2 separate regions of the Mus musculus genome follow, and region 1 is linked to region 2. The links are chromatin contacts, called in public Hi-C maps. All regions are on one chromosome and are shown on one strand. The core of a region is the stretch at or near the end of the contact, and the rest is flanking DNA. Distances in the headings are between cores, read along the strand shown. Region 1 overlaps Gm30695 (a long non-coding RNA gene). Region 2 holds the start of 1700029J03Rik (RIKEN cDNA 1700029J03 gene).

The links. Hi-C and Micro-C count contacts between places; a contact is called where the count stands out from the background.
Region 1: a contact with region 2 is called in a Hi-C map of the N1E-115 cell line, with 4 times the contacts expected there. The contact joins the enhancer-like site here to the promoter of 1700029J03Rik in region 2. A contact is called at or near these places in 5 of 484 Hi-C or Micro-C datasets (the N1E-115 cell line, cortical neurons, cranial neural crest and 2 more), 2 of 115 datasets of contacts at active chromatin or transcription factors (embryonic fibroblasts and embryonic stem cells) and 1 of 9 other capture datasets (embryonic stem cells).

Annotation. Positions count from the first base shown.
Region 1 is chr16:93,514,244-93,517,160 of GRCm38.p6, forward strand. The region is part of intron 2 of Gm30695 (a long non-coding RNA gene); the gene reads right to left. Among named protein-coding and RNA genes, the nearest start is that of Gm30695, 16 kb to the right of the region's middle. Within about 2 kb of position 1,613, at least 12 of the 459 cell types and tissues checked have an H3K27ac peak or open chromatin away from gene starts, as enhancers often do. A contact at or near this core is called in the N1E-115 cell line, where this site is marked.
Region 2 is chr16:93,457,428-93,460,168 of GRCm38.p6, forward strand. 1700029J03Rik (RIKEN cDNA 1700029J03 gene) reads right to left here and starts at 1,445. Exons shown (of 3, transcript NR_040494.1): 1 at 1,266-1,445.

The sequences.
Region 1 (2,917 bases), core at 363-2,862, 57 kb after region 2:
GAGTGGAATTTGTCAACAAAATCAAGCATTGAGACACCAGACTGAGACTGAGACTCGTCACACAAGTAACTTGGCATGATGAACTACATAAGCAGTGAAATAAAATTTTATCAAATCATTTTAAAACAGTGTTGAGGTCATTTCCCTGCAGTCTTAAAACTCATGGTACAACTAGGAGAAGGGTTTTCATAATATAAATTCTCCTCCTAAGACTCTATTCAGCAGCCCGGTCCTCCGTCTCCAAAAAGCTTAGGTTTCAAAGTCGTGTTCCATCTTTGGAGACTGTCCAAGCGGCAGGTCGGTCAAACACCATCACCAGGTTTGCACAGCTGTCCCTTGAGCTCCCATGGCCGGTATTGGATGCCCTGACTGTGATTCATGCCCATCACAGGATATAGACAGGAGGGCTTCCCATATCAACTGCTGAGTCCCGAGGGGACGCCTCCACACACATTCATCAAAGTCAAACGGCAGCACACATTGAACTGGTTCATTAATTATGAAAATTCTCTCCCACAGTGACATCTTGTTAACTCTGAGGCTCAGCACGTTCTCATGTGGTCCTTTCTGTCGACTTAGATCTAAAAGTGCCAGGTTCAGTAAGGAACTGAAGTTGTGTTTGCTTTTTCTTTTCCTCCTTTAGAAAGAAAAGGCTACTTTGTGTCTAACCCACATCTAAATATATACTCGTATGTTTACCGCTGCTCACTGTGGATAGAGGTAGCCTTGTCCCTGGAAGAACATTTACCAAGCCAGGGTTTGTTTTACAGGGATACACAGATGGAGCTAAGAAAATAGAGCCTGGTTCTTCTGAGACCTTTGAGTCTGCCCTGGGATCTTACATACCTGCAATGCTCTGCTCGGGCCTGGCTGCTGGGTGGAAATTAGCCTTATGCCTCTTCTCTGTTAAGAAGAAGGTGACAAGAATGTATGCCTTTCTCCACCCTCTTTGAAAAGAGTTCTGGCTTTTTGGCCTTTTATTTCCCAATACACAGGCTTGAATGCTTAAGAAGCTCACAGAGTATGTCTACAGTCGGGCCCTTTACACACACTGAGATGGTCATTTTGGGTGCTTCTCTTACGGAAGAGTTCACGAGGCCCAGCCCATCCAATCTGCTGGCCACGCTTGACCACTGGATCCTCTCTAGGCTGAGAGGCCACTGTTTAAGCAGCAGTGATGTAATGACTCTGGAGGTTTTCCTTTGGTGTTTCATCGTGCACACACTTGGCTGTTACAATACTCCACACTCTGCACCCCACAGTATCAGGGCCTGAGGCTTTTTGTTTGTTTGTTTGTTTTCTGCCATCCAGACCACATGTCTGCCATGTTGCCAGCTCTGAGCATATGCATAGAGGCCAAATAGCAGCTTGCACCTGGCCCTCAGGACCCAATCCCACTGGCCAGACCTTTGACTTCGAGGGATCTGGGACAGTCGTTGCTCAGCATCACAAGCTGGAGAACTCACTGAAGGCAGGATAACGTGACTGACCACCTGTGATGGGTTTCCCTTGGTGTTGTCTCCTAAATATTGGCACAGAGATGGCACCAAGCAGACACTTATTAAATGAACAGCTAAAGAAATAAATGAATCAAGGCCTCAGGGGAGTGGTAGCTACTCAAAAGCCGGCCACAACAGCAGATGGAGAGCCTGCCCCATCTGTTTGTTTCCATCAACTTCCCAGAAGCCAGATTTACTTTTAATTAGACAAATTTCAGTTTAAGGAGACACACATGCAAGTCTAAATCAGGACTGTAAATAGCCTAGTGGTGACACCACTGTATTATTTGGGAAAACTTCCCAAACTCGAGTCGCAATGGAACCCTTCTGTCTTGTCAGAGAAAACCTACAACTTAGGAACGTTTACATAAGACACTTTTCTTCCTAAAATCGTGGCACTTCATACCAGGACTTTAAAGTCAATATAAACATTAATGAATATATTTCTTTAAAAAGCTATAGAAAGCCTGGGAAGATGATTCAGAGTTTACTGTGCAAACAGGGACCTGAGCTCAGATCCTAGCTCCCACATTAAAAGCCCCAGATGGCAGTATGCCCTGTAAATCCCAGTGCTAAACAGGAGACAGACAGATTCCTGAAGCTTGCTAACTAGCCTGTCTAAGCAACTCCATGAGCTCTGGGTATGACAAGAGAGCTTGTCTCAAAAAATATGGAAAAAAATTTGAGGAAGATACTGACATCAACCCACACACACATACATGCACACCCAAACAGATACATTCACACAAACACATGTGTGTACCACACACACACACACAAACACCTACATACAACATATGTAAAATAAATAATAAATAGGCATAAAAATATAACGATGAAGTCTTCTCAGTGTACACCAATTACAGCCCATTGTATGTTGCCATGACTGTGAAGCAATTGGTTGATTCATGTTGATTGGTCTCCTTCTGTGGTAGCCTCGCTTCCTTTAGTAATCTCCCAGCAGTCATAGGAGACAAGAAACGGCAGATGCCTAGTAGTGTCATCAAAGAAATTCATCTGCCTTCTGATCCTGATCAATGAAACCTCATGACATGATCTCATTTCTACCGGGGGTCTGGAGAGCATCACTTCCTCTTTAAGTAAACACTAAAGGAAGATTATCCAGACAGAGTGTGTTAGATGATGTGGCTGTAACCGCCCTCCCCAGGAAATCTGGCATTTGTTCTGAAAACAGGTCTGGATTTTGAAAGAACTCTGACTAACATAAGTATTCGATGTCCAGAGGTCTCTGCGGAAGTGACTCGTAAAGTGGGGGTGATGGGCAGAGTTATAATGAAGTATGAAGTCATACTTCAGCTCTTGCTTAAAGCAGGAGCAGGGACAGTTGCACTTTGACTGTCCCTAATCAACAGGTGTCTGCCAGACTAAATACACAATGTACAGACCTTGAAATTCTA
Region 2 (2,741 bases), core at 195-2,694:
AAAAAAGTCAGCTTGGGGAGCTATTGTCTCCCTGCCTCCAAAGTAGTTGGGAATTTTTGTTTGTTTTACTGCTGTTGTTTTGCTTTTGTTTTTTAAGATTTCCTTGTTTTATGTATGTGAGAACATTGTTGCTGTCTTCAGACACACCACAAGAGGGCATCAGATCCCATTACAGATGGATGTGAGCCACCATGTGGTTGCTGGGAATTGAACTCAGGACCTCTGGAAGAGCAGTCAGTGCTCTTAACCACTGAGCCATCTCTCCAGCCCCTTCAAGTGTGTGTGTGTGTGTGTGTGTGTGTGTGTGTGTGTGTGTGTGTGCCACATGCAAGGCTTTTTTGGGTTTTTGGGTTTTTGGTTTTTTTGCTGTTGTTGTTGTCGTTTGTTGTTGTTTGTTTTTTGTTTTGTTTTGTTTTTTGATTTTTTTGTTTTTTTACCCTTGGTTCTGGCAATCTAGATTCAGGTCCTCATTGTTGCATCCAGCACCCTCCCAACCCTGCCTTTAGGGGAGAATTGGATGTCCACAGTTGACTCTCCATTAGCCAGCCCTTCCCTTTCCACCTCTCGGCTATACCAGTGACAGTTTCATATATTTACAATGGCTCTTGGCCTATCAAAACCAGGCATTGAGGGAGGCCCAGCCCCTCAAATAGATCCTCATGGGAGGCAGGGACAATGGCTGTGCCCTCAGCCTCTGGTTCACTCTGAGTGTGCTGGAAGCCGCTCGCTCATTCTGCTCTTTGCCTCTCAATTGGTCGCTCTGAGAGAATAAGGAGTCCAAGCAGCACACCCAACACAGGACAAAGACAAACCGAAGCAGGAGACCGGGGGCTGGACCTGATGGAGTACTGAGGCCAACACAGGGCTCAGGGCGGCACTCAGCCTAGACGGGCAGCTGAGAGAGAAGAGAACGGCACCCAAGTAAGTCCTGAGAGTCCAGGGGAACCGAGTTCAAGGGCCACCGTGGTTACCTGGGTAGCAGCGGGCTGTGCACCAGCATCACACGGCACTCCACCGTCATCCATCTTCTCTAGAGCGACGCCCAAACTCCCTCAAACTCCCTCTGAGTTCAGTGAGGACCTCAGCGCCTCGTGAGCCAAACATGATGAGCCCATCTTGAGAGTCAGAAAGGGCGTTCCGTCCCCGTGCCCCCCCCCCCCACCTCTGTTCCTTGTGATCCGTACTACCTCTGAGTCAGGACTGTCCTGTGTCTTCGACCACACGGGGACGGGGACTGTGCTTTCTGCCTACAACACTCTACTTACATCGGCCTAACTTCTGCTCGTTTTCAGACCATTTCAGACAGCCTGTGGGTCACCAGGTCTCCTCCTCCAGGAAGCCCCATGCTTTCGCCAGCAGCAGTGATTCCCACTGGCCAAAATAACAATACATTAAAGAGACCTCAAAGGTAAGCAATGGTGTTGACATCAGAAACTGGTCGCCTCGGAATCCAGCGATGAGGTCACCCCTAGGCAACAGGGACGCTCATGCGTCTGTTGCCATGGCAACCGCCACACATCATTCCCCCCCCCCCCCCCCAATGTGCGCCTCACCTGCGCACTTCACCTGCGCACCTGATATTCATGGTTACATCCCGGCCTGAATAAAAGGCAGGGCCCCAGACCCCTCTCCCCTTCTTTGTTCCCCTCATTCCTCCTCCTCACCCCCTCTTTCCCCAGTAAATCTCTTCTCATAGAGCTGTGCTGCTGTGGTGTGATCTGTCCAGATACAAGCCACCTTCTAACACAACAGTTGGGCAGTGGTACCACGCGGCCAGCAGGCCAGCAAGAACCCTGTCCCTTGGGAGAGCTTCAGCTGCTGGGTGGTAGCGAGATGTCTGTCACTGTTGTGGGTGGTAGCGAAATGTCTGTCACTGTGGCAGACGCTACATTTCTAGAAACGTGAGTTTTCCTCTCTGCCTCTCCAGCCTGAAGGGAGGAGCATCCAGATCTCTGCCTCCGCCAGAAATCCTCTTACAGGATGTGAGTGTTGGGGGAGGGGAGGCATTCGGTAATTTCCCTCTCTACCTTGCTGCCCTGAGACAGCATCTCTCTGAATCAGAATCTGCTGCTTTGAGCAGGCTGGTTTGTTCCACACTCTCTGCATTGGCCCGTCTCTGCCCCCAGTGCTGGGCCTGAAAACACTGGAGTTTTTGTACAAATATCAGGGATCAGGAGTCAAGTTCTCATGCTGGCCTCTCACCCAGTGAGCCGCTCCTCGGGCCCTCCCCTTACACTCTATGAGCTGGAATTAGTTTGCATATCCGTCATTCTGCCAAGGGGGTACATATGGCACAAGTGACATTATCACTCGACCACCCCTGGGGACTCCACATGGGCTCAGCTTCCTCTGAGGTGCTTGGCTGAAGAGCTGAAGAGCAGGAGTGGCTCTCTGATTAAAGATGTTATCTAGAAAAAAAGTTAGAAGCGGCAGGCAGTTGGTGGGATTCATCTTGTTCTATGGTCCTTGAAGAGACTTAGCATCCTTGTTGAAGACGTTGCCTGACCTGGAGATAAAAACCTGGCCTTCTACCCACCACTGCACACAAGCTCTCTGCTCTCCACCGTCTCTGCATACTGAAGCTCCATCACCCTGAGGAGACTTTCTGAACCCTCCAGCCACACACACACTGTCCCCAGTACTGTGACCTATACTCCGATGTTATCACATAGCAGTCTTTCTTAACATTTTCGGACTGTAAAAGCCCCAGAATGACAAGTCAGATGTGCCTTGCTTACCCT